Regions from separate parts of the Ovis aries genome. Here region 2 is linked to region 1. The links are chromatin contacts, called in public Hi-C maps. All regions are on one chromosome and are shown on one strand. The core of a region is the stretch at or near the end of the contact, and the rest is flanking DNA. Distances in the headings are between cores, read along the strand shown.

What was found. A called contact is a pair of places that touch in the nucleus more often than the background predicts.
Region 2: a Hi-C map of liver shows a contact between it and region 1, with 4 times the contacts expected there. The contact joins the promoter of TNFSF10 here to the enhancer-like site in region 1. A contact is called at or near these places in 10 of 16 Hi-C or Micro-C datasets (blood, hypothalamus, liver and 4 more).

The regions. Positions count from the first base shown.
Region 1 is chr1:215,586,709-215,593,520 of ARS-UI_Ramb_v3.0, reverse strand. No RefSeq gene overlaps it. Among named protein-coding and RNA genes, the nearest start is that of TRNAC-ACA, 86 kb to the right of the region's middle. Within about 2 kb of position 4,255, at least 12 of the 54 cell types and tissues checked have an H3K27ac peak or open chromatin away from gene starts, as enhancers often do. A contact at or near this core is called in liver, where this site is marked.
Region 2 is chr1:215,678,851-215,685,662 of ARS-UI_Ramb_v3.0, reverse strand. TNFSF10 (TNF superfamily member 10) reads right to left here and starts at 4,053. Exons shown (of 6, transcript XM_060405145.1): 1 at 3,870-4,053. The coding sequence starts at 3,998.

The DNA.
Region 1 (6,812 bases), core at 3,006-5,505:
ATATCCCACACCAAAGTAGTATACTTGCTACAACTGATTAACCTACACTGACACATCCTTATCACCCAAAGTCCATAGTTTACATTAGGGTATACGTAACTCTTGATGTTGGACATCATATGGGTTTTGACAAATATGTAATGGTGTGTGCCCACCGTTATAGCCCCAAAGTACTTTCACAGCCCTAAAAATTCTCTGTGCTCTTCCTCTTCACCCCTCCCTCCTCTCCAACCTCTGGCAACCACTGAATGGACTTTTTACTGTCTCCAGAGCTCTTGTTCTTCCAGAAAGTCATGATATTTGGAATCATACATTATGTAGCCTTTTCAGATTGGCTTCTTTCACTTGGTATTATGCATTTAAGTTTCCTCTATGTCTTTTCATGGTTTGATAGTTCATTCCTTTTAGAGCTGAATAATATTCCATTGTCTGAATGTACCAGTTTATTTATTCATTCACCTACTGAAGGACATCTTGGTAGCTTTCAACTTTTGGCAATTATGAATAAAGTTGCTATGAACAATCATGTAAAGGATTTTTGTGGACATACATTTTCAATTCACTTGGGTAAATAAATAAGAAGTGGGACTGCTATATCACATAGTAAGAGTATGCTTAGCTTTGTAAGGAATTACCAAGCTGACTTTCAAAGAGGCTGTAGCATTTTGCATTCCCTCTAGCAATGAATGAGAGTTCCTCTTGCTATACATCCTCCTCAATAGGTGGTGCTTTCAGTATTTTGGGTTTTGGTCGTAGTGTGTGGTGATATCTCTTTGTTATTTAAAATTTTCAATTTGCTAATGACGTGCTGTTAAACATCTTTTCATATGCTTATTTGCTATCTGTGTATCTTTGGTGAGTTTTCTGTTCAGATCTTTTGCCCATTTCCCAAACAGGTTGTTTGTTTTCATATGTTGGTTTTAAGAATTCTTTGCAAAATTTGGGTAACAGTCTTTTACCAGATACACCTTTGCAAATATTTTCTCCATTTTTTTTTTTTAAATAAAGTCATAGTATACAACCTGGTACTAAGCTTTGATTTTGGGGGGAGGTGGCTTGATGGGACATCAGGATGTTAGGGTATGTTGACTATGACCTGGAAACTTAAGTAAAATCATATGAGTGAGAAGCTTCTACCAAGTGTGGCCTGTCTAAAAGGCAGAGAAGGAGGAAATACAGCTTATCTAAGAAACGTTTTCCTATGACTATAAATCCAATATGGTTGAATGACAGACTTGAGCTTTGCAGATTTAAAAAGCTGGATTCTTTGTATTAAACTAAAGTCAGAGGAAGCAAAGAAAGGGGAAAGGGGTTGGATATAAGTTTGAGACCTGGAGGAGCCTGATTCCTCAGCTACTAACACAACTTTTGGGGCTCTTTTTATTGACAGAGATGACAATTACCCCACTGTAGAAACCATTCCATGATGCAGAACATGGTGTAAGGGGAAGAGATGAACCAGTCTTCCCCAAACCAGGCTATAGTTTTCCACTGCCAAGTTTAATGCTGAAAACTTACAGAAAGGATGGAGCTCTAGAACCTGTTGCTATATGACAGAACCCCTCAGATTTAGCTTTTGACTCCAGAACCATAAGTCATCAAGATCTGTGGAAGTGAACAGATAAAGATCAACAAAGGCTACCAGAAGAGAAACTGCAAGTTTATTTCCCAAGTAACCAAAGGCCTCTTTAGGTCATTTGAGGTAAGAGACAGCAAAAGTGAAAAGCTAAACAATTCTAGGAAATCAGCTCAAAAACTGGAAAAACAAGTACACATTCAAACAAATCCCTACAGTCACTCCTCCACCCAAACACCCAGACACACGCAAGGAAAAGCCATCTCATGAAAGCACCTTATTTTATTTAAACTCAAAAGAAGTGTGAGTGAATTCATGAGATAGTGCTACAGGCATTTATTTACTTCTGGGATATGGATCTATAGTACACTGATCCTTCTCAGACTAAACTGAGAATATTTAAGGCAAATTAACCTGGGTACACTTAGGTTCATCTCTTTCCTTATTTGTTTACTCTGGTAAAAATACATTTGTAAAGTCTTGCAGTGTGGTAAATACACACCTAATTTTTTTCCTTCTCTTCTTTTCCTGATTCTATCTTCAAAAACCAAAGAAAATTAGAGAGACTAGAGATCAGAAAAGGAGAGCAGAAAAAGGAAGAAGAGAGAAAAGAGAAAATATGGGAAAAGGATTTAGGTCTGAGCATAAGAGATATATCTCTTTAATGCGTTTACTATAAGATGAAAACATTATAAAGAATCAGTAGGGCCATTTTCTAAAGAAAACATTCCTCATCTTTACAAGTTAAATATATAAGCATGGATATTTATTCTCTCCAATGCATTTTTTTCTTTGAAATAATGATAATTCTTTGGAAAGACCCTGGGGGTTTAAGAACATCAGCTTCTATGCAGAGTCAATTCCTTATTATTATGACTTTTTTTTCTTTCATGAAGCAGGATACAGTAAATCTCTTTTAAGTCTTTTCATCTTTTCTTTCTTTTTTAAAACAATTTTATTTCTTTATGGACTGTGCTGAGTCTTTGACGGTGCTTGGGCTTTCCCCTAGTTGCAGTGAGCAGGGGCTACGCTCTAGCTGTGGTGTGCAGGTGTCTCATCATGATGGCTTCTCTTGTTGAGGAGCACGGGCTCTAGGCATGTGGGCTACAGTAGCTGCAGCACCCAGGCTCAGTAGTTGTGACACACAGGCTTAGATGCTCTGCAGCATGTGGGAGCGTCCCTGACCCGGGAACAAACCCATGGCCCCTGCATTGGCAGGCAGATTCTTAACCACTAGACCACCATGGAAGCCCCAGGATGAGCTAAATCTTGACAGGCAAAGCATTCAGTTAAAAGGATTTGGTTTTGTTTGTTTCTTTTGTTTTGCACTTGCTAGGGTAGAATGAGGGAAGAATTAGTCAATCAATTCCTTTCCTAGGTCCAGCTGCCTCTCTCTCATTCACCTTTGGTAAGGCTTCTCAGTCTCACTCATGAACTTCTTGCCACACAATAGTATGAAAGGAAAGTAAGCTTCAGTCCAAAATATCCCAGTGGATTTTTCTTTAGCACTGGAATCTCTACCGAATAACTTTTCTTAAAACTTTTGCCTTTCCTAGGTAAAGACGCCTGGTAGAAAGATGGGCAGGGGTCCAGAGGCCAGAGATAGGTTGTTTGGTTCCCTTTTCTGTCCACCAAATCTAGGCACCATGGGAACACAGTTCTGAGCTATAAAATGTGCGTATGCTGATGTGCACCGAAGCAGAGTTTCAGTCCCGAGAAAACTTTCTCCCCACGTCCCTGAGGACGTGATTGTCATGCTGATTTTGTTATAAACACAGCAGAGACCAAGAAATAATCCATTGTTTCTCCTTAAAATTATGAAAATTCTAGAATTCAACCCAGACAAATCCACACTAAGTCACCTAAGGCAATCAACTTATGAGTCTGTGTGTTGGAAGTTTCCCCTCAAGTGTCAGTCTAACAGGCAGGTGTTCCTGTCTGTTCAAACTCAGCCAAATTCCCTGAGTGACCTTTAAGAAATCTCAGTTTTGATTTCTCCTCCCTTCTTCCCTCCCTTTGTCCTGCCTTCCCTCCCTCCCAAAGACAGTGCTGCTAAGTCACTTCAGTCGTGTTCGATTCTGTGTGACCCCATGGATGGCAGCCCACCAGGCTCCCCTGTCCCTGGGATTCTCCAGGCAAGAACACTGGAATGGGTTGCCATTTCCTTCTCCAATGCATGAAAGTGAGAAGTGAAAGTGAAGTCGCTCAGTCGTGTCCGACTCTAGCGACCCCATGGACTGCAGCCTATCAGGCTCCCTCGTCCATGTGATTTTCCAGGCAAGAGTACTGGAGTGGGGTGCCATTGCCTTCTCCACCAAAGACAATGCAGGCAGGAAAATAAGAGCAGTAATTATACTTTGAGTTCTCCAGAGGTAAATAAATATTATTACTTTAGCAATTAGTTATCAAGATATAGATAGATATTACATAGGGTATATATTCATGTATATAGTAAATGAATATATATATATATATACATATATATAGTTTACATGTATGTATCCTGAAAGCTGTAGAAATAGGTTGTCTATTTTATGGTTCTTTTAGATGAGAACAGTATTTTCCCTTTACACTTTATTCCTCAGGTAAAGAGAACATGTGGGTCATAAATTCAGCTAAGCTGGTACAGTCGTCTAGAAACTGCTCCCTTGGTGGCTAACACACTACTTGCCTGATTAACCACTTCCTGGTGACTCAGATGGTAATCCACCTGCAGAGCAGGAGACCCTGGTTTGATCCCTGGGTTGGGAAGATCCCCTGGAAAGAGAAATGGCTACCCACACTCCAGTGTTCTTGCCTGGAGGAGTCCATGGACAGAGGAGCTTGGTGGGCTACTGTTGGAAAGTTAATCTGGACTTTGCCAAGGACAGGGTGGAGTTCTTAGATAAGTTTTGAACTGAGTCCAAGATTTTATGAGACTGCACATTTCTTTTCAACTTAAAAAAAAAAATCTTTCCCTGGATGGAGAGAAAATCCTTATAAACATGACAGAGAAGGGAAAAGGAATAATAACTTTTAAAAACTAGTTTTAGAAGTAGGTGAGCTCAGAATGTGTATTTAGAATTTTCTGGTAGTTTGCTTTTACTTCAAGTTGCTGCTTCCTCTCACAGGCTGAAGTGTAAAACTGTTGGTTTGTGATTTTGCCCCGCCCTGCAATTTGGGGGCACCAAATTTGACCCTGATGCTTCTTTGTGTCACTACAAGATATAGTGAGAGGGGGAGGAAGTGTGCACTGATCAGGCTTATTAGAATAAATCTTACAGATCTGTAGAGCCTAGAGTTCTATGAGAAATAAGGGATAAACAGGGTTTATAAATCCTGGTGTATGCCTTCCCTTGACAAGAATGGAAACTGAGAACTTAGATTAAGAAATAGAAAGTAAAACTGACAAAGCTATTTGAAATAAAACAACTCCGGGGTTGACTTTCACAGCATCTATGCCCTCTGTTGGCTTCCCAGGATAGTACACTGGGTGGGACAGGAACTTTGAGATGTCCTTTTGCTGGTTTTCTTTCTGATACAGAATTCAAATGCTAGAACCTTCTTGAGCCTCAGGGTGGGGCAGGGGAAGTGGAAATGTGACCTTGATACCTCCCTCTTGCAGAGATAGTGTGCACCCTTCTAGGAGGGAGACTTCAAAAAAATGTCACAATAGAAGGCCATGTATTCAGTGAAGGTGTTACTTAGAGGTTCAGTTCAGTTCAGTCGCTCAGTTGTGTCCGACTCTTTGCGACCTCATGAATCGCAGCATGCCAGGCCTCCCTGTCCATCACCAACTCCCAGAGTTCACTCAGACTCATGTCCATCGAGTCCGTGATGCCATCCAGCCATCTCATCCTCTGTCGTCCCCTTCTCCTCCTGCCCCCAATCCCTCCCAGCATCAGAGTCATTTCCAATGAGTCAACTCTTCGCATGAGGTGGCCAAAGTACTGGAGCTTCAGCTTTAGCATTATTCCTTCCAAAGAAATCCCAGGGCTGATCTCCTTCAGAATGGACTGGTTGGATCTCCTTGCAGTCCAAGGGACTCTCAAGAGTCTTCTCCAACACCACAGTTCAAAAGCATCAATTCTTCGGTGCTCAGCCTTCTTCACAGTCCAACTCTCACATCCATACATGACCACTAGAAAAACCACAGCCTTGACTAGATGGGACCTTAGTCGGCAAAGTAATGTGTCTGCTTTTGAATATACTATCTAGGTTGGTCATAACTTTTCTTCCAAGGAGTAAGCGTCTTTTAATTTCATGGCTGCAGTCCCCATCTGCAGTGATTTTGGAGCCCCCCAAAATAAAGTCAGCCACTGTTTCCACTGTTTCCCCATCTATTTCCCATGAAGTGATGGGACCAGATGCCATGATCTTCGTTTTCTGAATGTTGACCTTTAGGCCAACTTTTTCGCTCTCCTCTTTCACTTTCATCAAGAGGCTTTTAGCTCCTCTTCACTTTCTGCCATAAGGGTGGTGTCATCTGCATATCTGAGGTTATTGATATTTCTCCCAGCAATCTTGATTCTAGCTTGTGTTTCTTCCAATCCAGCACTTCTCATGATGTACTCTGCATAGAAGTTAAATAAGCAGGGTGACAACATACAGCCTTGATGTACTCCTTTTCCTATTTGGAACCAGTCTGTTGTTCCATGTCCAGTTCTAACTGTTGCTCCTGACCTGCATACAGATTTCTCAAGAGGCAGGTTAGGTGGTCTGGTATTCCCATCTCTTTCAGAATTTTCCAGTTTCTTGTGATCCACACAGTCAAAAGCTTTGGCATAGTCAATAAAGCAGAAATAGATGTTTTTCTGGAACTTGCTTGCTTTTTCCATGATCCAGCGGATGTTGGCAATTTGATCTCTGGTTCCCCTGCCTTTTCTAAATCCAGCTTGAACATCAGGGAGTTCACAGTTCATGTATTGCTGAAGCCTGGCTTGGAGAATTTTGAGCATTACTTTACTAGCATGTGAGTTGAGTGCAATTGTGCAGCAGTTTGAGCATTTTTTTGCATTGCCTTTCTTTGGGATTGGAATGAAAATTGACCTTTTCCAGTCCTGTGGCCACTGCTGAGTTTTCCCAATTTGCTGGCATATTGAGTGCAGCACTTTCACGGCATCATCTTTCAGGATTTGAAACAGCTCAACTGGAATGCCATCACCTCAACTAGCTTTGTTCGTAGTGATGCTTTCTAAGGCCCACTTGACTTCACATTCCAAGATGTCTGGCTCTAGATTAGCGATCACATCATCAT
Region 2 (6,812 bases), core at 2,804-5,303, 92 kb before region 1:
CTGCCCAGCCATTAGTCTCTGACAATCAGTTTCTGCAAATCCCAAATAGCATAAAGGATCATTTATGGAGCCCAGTGGATAAGGGGCTCCTCCTCCTTTTTCTTCGCCATCTATGATGACACAGCAACAGGTAATCCCCTTGTCAAACTTTCTCAGAGACATAGACTTCAGAGGCTAAGCCCATGTTTATTGTTTGTGCTTACTGGTCTTGAGGCTTCATTGTGAGGGTTCAATCCATCATCCCTCAGCCTTACTCAACCCACACTCCCTATAATCCTCACCCACTGTATCTTCTGCAAATTTTCCCTTGCCAGAGTAGAACCTGTGATCTGATTTAGGAAATTAATACTTGGGTTGAATATGCTTTTCAGAACTCTACACAGTCATTCAAAGAGATTCAAATTCATTTTCCCTTGCAAAAATTTCTGATGAAGAGGGTGACAGCTTCAAGAGACTGCTCCATGCTAATTACAACTTACTGAGCACCTATTTAATGCCTTGGTTCAAAATTGGATTTTACCTTTTATCTAAATTCCCTGAGCCTTAGTTTGCTCATCTATAAAATGGGATAATTATATTTACTTTATAGAATTGTTATGAGGATGAAATAAAACAATATTTTGAAAGTTTCTGAAACATAGTATTTACTCAATATCTCAATTCTCCTGTTTTTGATACTCTTAATAAATTCTTCTGTGCCTGTATACAGAAGTGTACAAACATATAAACATTTCTGTGTTAGTTGTTTAGTCGTGCCTGACTCTTTGTGATCCCTTGGGCCATAGCCCGCCAGGCTCCTCTGTCTGTGGGGATTCTCCAGGCAAGAATACTGGAGTAGGTTGCCATGCCCTCCTCCAGGAGATCTTCCCAACCCGGGGATTGAACCCAGGTCTCCCACATTGCAGGCAGATTCTTTACTGTCTGAGCCACCAGGGAAGCCCAAGAATACTGGAGTGGGTAGCCTATCCCTTCTCCAGGGGATCTTTCTGACCCAGGAGTCAAACTGGGGTCTCCTACATTGCAGGCGGATTCTTTACCAGTTGAGTGCCATTGCAAGTATATAAACATGTAATCAGAAAGAATGTGTGCAGGTGGGAAGATGTTAAGCTTTGAAGCTTCTGTTTTTTAGAATTAAAAAAAAAAAAGTTGACCACATACACAGATAATTGTGACTTAGATCAGTAGAGAACCAGTTGGTTCAGTCTTAAAAGGAGGCCAACTTTTAATATGAGCAAATTGAGGGAACTTTTTGTATACGGAGACACAAATTCACTATTTATACTGTGAAGTAAATAAAACTTAGGACATACTGCCTCCAAACTGGAGAACATAGCAGTAGTATTCCAGTCTCTTGTGCAGACATAGAACTAAAAACCATGATTAGAGTTATGTTGATTTTTTTCCTTACTAATACAAACTTTTTGAAATTGCCCTATAACAAACTCGACTTTACTGGTCATCTAACAGTAGTGATCATTTTCATAATTAATTGTAGACTCATTTATTTGCTTAATTTCCAAATGCAAGTCCCAGCCAAGTGAGATCCAAGTTTATACTCCACAGGATATGCAAACGACATTTATTTCCTTAACAGATAAACACTGTTTTGGCACAATTTATATTTGCCTAAGACCCTTAGCCTTGCATTTCCTAGCCAGCTGACAGATTTGATGTTGCCTTGCCACCATGCATGAGGGTGCAGTGCTGAGCATAAGGAGGAGATAGGCTAACCCTACTGACTCCCTGCTGTGATGGGAGGAGCATTACCTATGAGCTGAGCAGAAGACCTGGGTCCAGTTCTGCTTCCAAATTTCTGCCTGAGCTCAGAGAAGTCATTTCTCTGGCAGTCTCAAGCCTCATCTATAAAATGGAGGTATCTCAAATTTCTTTCAGCTCAAAGTTCTCGACTATATAATACACAAATAGCCAAAATGTACACAGAAAATCCTACACTGTTAGTGGGAATGTAAATTGGTGCAGCCATTATGGAGGGCAGTATGGAGATTCCTTAAAAAAACTAAAAATAGAGCTAACATATAATCTAGCATTCTCACTCCTGGACACATATCCAGAGAAAATCATAATTCCAAAGGATATATGCACCCCAGTGTTCACTGCAGCACTATCTACAATAGTCAGGACATGGAAGCAACATAATGTCCATCAACAGAGGAATGGAGAAAGATGTGGTACATATATACAGTGGAATATCACTCAATCACGAAAAAGAACAAAATAATGCCATTTGTAGCAATAAACCTAGAGATTGTTATATTGAGTGAAGTTAAACCAGATAGAGAAAAACAAATATCACATGATATCACTTATATATGGGATGTAAAGAAATGGTAGAAATAAACCTATTTTAAAAGTAGAAGTTGAGTCACAGATACAGAAAACAAACTTATGGTTACCTAGGGGAGGGATAAACTGGGACATTGGGACTGACATACACAATTGGAAAGACTGAAACTGAAGCTCCAATACTTTGGTCATCTGATGTGAACAGCCGACTCATTGGAAAAGACCCTGATGCTGGGAAAGATTGAAGGCAGAAGGAGAAGAGGGCAACAGAGGATGAGATGTTTGGATGACATCACCAATGCAATGAACATGAGTTTGGGCAAACTCCAGGAGATGGTAAGGGACAGGGAGGCCTGGCATGCTGCAGTCCGTGGGGCAAAGAGTCAGACATGACTGAGTGACTGAACAGCAACAAAAATGTGTAAAAATATATAGTATATATAAAATAGATGAAAAATAAGAACCTATTGTATAGCACAGGGAACTTTATTCAATACTCTGTAGTCACTTATAGGGGAAAAGAATCTGAAAAAAGAGTGGCTATGTATAACAGACTCACTTTGCTATACAGCAGAAACTGACATTGTAAATCAACTACATGCCAATAAAAAATACATTAAATATATATGTGTATGTGTGTGCTGTGTTTAGTCACTCAGTCGTGTTTGACTGTCTGTGACCCCATGGACTGTAACTTGCCAGGCTTCTCTGCCCATGGAGATTCTCCAGGCAAGAATACTGGAGTAGGTTGCCATGTCCTCCTCCAGGGGATCTTCCCAACCCAGGGATTGAACCCAGGTCTTCCACATTGCAGGCAGATGGTTTACCATCTGAGCCACCAGGGAAGCCCACGAATATTGGAGATGATAGCCTATCCCTTCTCCAGAGGATCTTCCTGACCCAGGAATTGAACCAGGGTCTTCTGCATTGCAGGTGGATTCTTTACCAGCTGAGGTACCAGGGACTATATAGAAAGCCAAAAGCTGAAGTTGGCTTATTTTCAGTAATTTTGCTTTCAAAATCCACTGGAACTAGCAACATTTGGAACACACCACAGCATTATTACAGGTGACTTAGAGCTCGTCTTTGGGTTAAGCCTTGACTGTACCCTATGTCCCAGTAGAACCACATTTGTGAAGGTTGGTTACTCACTCAACAAGTGTGGGAGCTCTGTGCTAGTTTTTAGAGGTGTCGCAGAAAGCAAAAGCAGACACAGTCCTCCTCTGAGGCAGCTCCTCTCTTGCCCGAGAATTTGAGTCAAGAACTCTAAAACGTTAAGCAGAAAGAACTCAAGGAATGGCAGCAGTTAATATTATAACATACTGTTGAATACAAAACTACCTCAGCAGTTTCACTTCCCGCATCTGCTAGAATCTGGTCGAGCCAATTCTGTAACTATACTTTGTGCACGTAATCCTTTCAATTCACTTTTGCAAAGTTCTCAGTAATGATAGGCATTAGCAGTTAGGGCAGGACAGAGAAAGAGAGGCTTCTCTTCCTCTGTAAAGTCTTCACAGAGGAGCCAACAGAGGCAGTCTGTCAGGGAGCGTTTGCATTGTACTGACCTGCTTCAGCTCCTTGCTGAGATACATGTAGAACACGCCCATACCAAAAGCCTGCAGCAGCACTGTGAAGATGAGGATCAGCACGCAGAACTGTCCAAGTCTGGAGCCCGGAGTATGCATCAGGGTCATGATCGCTGTAGGATGGGACTCCTGCAGAGTGAGTCAAGCTGCAGATTAGGACTGCGGTGGGGTGGAGCAGATTTGTAAGTTTTACTTAGTGAAAAGCAGCAAGTCAAACCGAAACTGAAACTTGTAAAGAGGAGAAAAAACAGTTGCAAGTCTACTAATCTTAAACGACTGGAAGCTAGGGGGAAGCAAGGCAGGTCCACTACAGTCAAGCAGCAGATTAGGACTGCGGGGGTGGAGCAAATTTTTAAGTTTTACTTAGTGAAAAGCGGCAAGTCAAACTGAAACTGAAACTTGTAAAGAGGAGAAAAAACAGTTGCAAGCCTACTAATCCTAAACGACTAGAAACTAGGGGGAAGCAAGGCAGGTCCACTACAGTTTTCAGGGGCACAGGGCTCTCTGTCTCTGGTATTGGATTTCTAACCCCCAGAACTGCAAGACAACAAAATTCTGTTTGTGCTACTTCATTGTGGCAGGCTTGGGAAGTGAATATAGCTTCCACTGGATTAGAAAAGTGAAAAAAGTTGTAAGCGTTACAATCATAATAACTTCAATCCATTAATTAAAACAAAATCTGGGGCTTGTTTTGAAAAGGTCGTTGTCAACACGGGCACCAGCAGCAAGTCCATGTTTCTGTGAACAATCCATTCATTCACTGTTTAGGCTAGAGTCTATCCAGGTCGCCAGGTTTTATAAGTATGCGTCTTTCCATCATTTTCTAATTGTATAAACATTCTTCATGTTCTTACTTTACATTTTATTTATTTTGATTAGGTAGTTATTGGGCCACACCCCACCAGCCTGAAAGCTTGTGGTTGCCCAGCCTCCAGACCAAAGAAAGAGGCTGGATACAGTGATGGGGACATCAATAGTTTGGTGGACAGGAGATCTTACATGTTTGAAGCAAAATGTCCTGGAGTGACATCTCACCATGGCAGGCAGGACATGGCAGCAGTCTTTGCTCCTTGGGGGAGAAGGAGGCTACCATGTATGGGTGGGAGGGACAGGGCGGAAATTGATTTTAGGTGGGCTCATCAGTTACCAAGGAAACCAGGAGATGGGGTGGGGGCAAGCTTACAGGCAGTTACTGATGAAGCCCTGTAATTAGGAGGACTGGATAGTCATGTGATTGAAGCAGGGCCTGGTCAAACAGGGGACGAACAGAGAGCAAGAGAACAGCCATCCTGAATGGTTTGACAGTACTCTCCACCCCTTCACCCTTGCACGACCCTTACAATCTTGGTCCACCCTTCTTCTGTGATATCCCTGGGCTCAGGTATGTACAGGGGCACTGCAACCAGACACCACAAACACAATACAGACAACAGCAGCTAAAGAGTATCAGGAGCCTAAGAGGTGGGCAAACATTCGAGCCAGCTGGTTACAGGTTCAAGTTTTCATGAAAATCCAGAGGAGGACGACAATGGCATCCTGCTATAGACCCAGCAAGCAGGCTCGTTTCCCAGCGAGGCCACCACTGTGCCCAGTCTGCAAACAGATTGCCTCCACCCAGACTAAGTATGCTTACCAGGCACAAGACAGGGAAAATTATGACCATTAACCAACACACAAGCAATATCCTGAGATAGTGCCACCCCTGCCTGAGGTTTCTGTCCTGGGGGGCAGTACCATCCCATCTATTCACCTGCAGTCCCCAGAGCCTGTACTGAGTCCTAGAGACACCCTCAGGGTTAACATGATGGTGCCTTCCTCCAGCTGGGGCCTGGATTAATTACCTTATTGGTCTTTGGTGGAGCAGTTAACAGACAGGTGAGATCTATAAATCCCTTTCTATCCTATTCCCCATGAGTTGGCAAACCCAAACCACCAGGGACTCACATGCCAGTCCCAGGGCTGGCTTATAATGTGTTCTCCTGGGGTTAGAGCCTGTGGCCTGGACAAAAGCAAGCTTTGTCCTAATGGGTAGTCCTAATGGCAGTGTGCCTCGAACTTCAATGGTGTGACCTTCAAGTAGCCTTTGGGTTTGGGTTCAAGTTTTCATGAAAGTCCAGAGGAGGACGACAATGGCATCCTGCTATAGACCCAGCAAGCAGGCTCGTTTCCCAGCGAGGCCACCACTGTGCCCAGTCTGCAAACAGATTGCCTCCACCCAGACTAAGTATGCTTACCAGGCACAAGACAGGGAAAATTATGATCATTAACCAACATACAAGCACTATCCTGAGACAGTGTGCCCCACCAGTGCGTGGGCACTGGGACCATTGCTCCTGGGGTGTGTCCACATGTTGAGAGTAGGGTTCCTATCTCACTTGTTGCTGATGTGACCCCACTCATCCTCTGGGTTAGCCTAGCAGCACTAGGGCTGGTCATTTCCAGCAGCCCTTTCCTGAACTTCAAGGCCAGTAATGTGGGTTCCTTGGTCAATACTGATGTCCTTGGGGGTCCCGTGCGTCACACACAGCTCTTCTGGATCCTGAACTGAGGACTTTGCATCTCTCCACGACTCAGGTAGGCCTTCTGTAATGTCGTGCCCCTGCTGTGACACCCTGTAGACACGCATGCCTGCTGCTCCATCACACTGCCTCATTGCTCTGCCGCCTTCCACAACTGGGACCGGAAGCCCAAGGGCACTCATTGGCCCCAACCAAGCCTTTCTGGGTAACAGGCCATGTCCAATTCACAAGTTTGTCCCTAAATTACCATCCCTAAAGCCTAAAGCCTAAACAATCTTCCTAGTTGCTTAGGGTTGGTGCACTGGGGGGAGCTATGTTGGTATCTTGAAGATGATCCAGGTCCTTGTCTTCTGTTTGCATTCCCCAGACATGCCTGTGCAAGTCAGATGAGCCACGAGTGTGG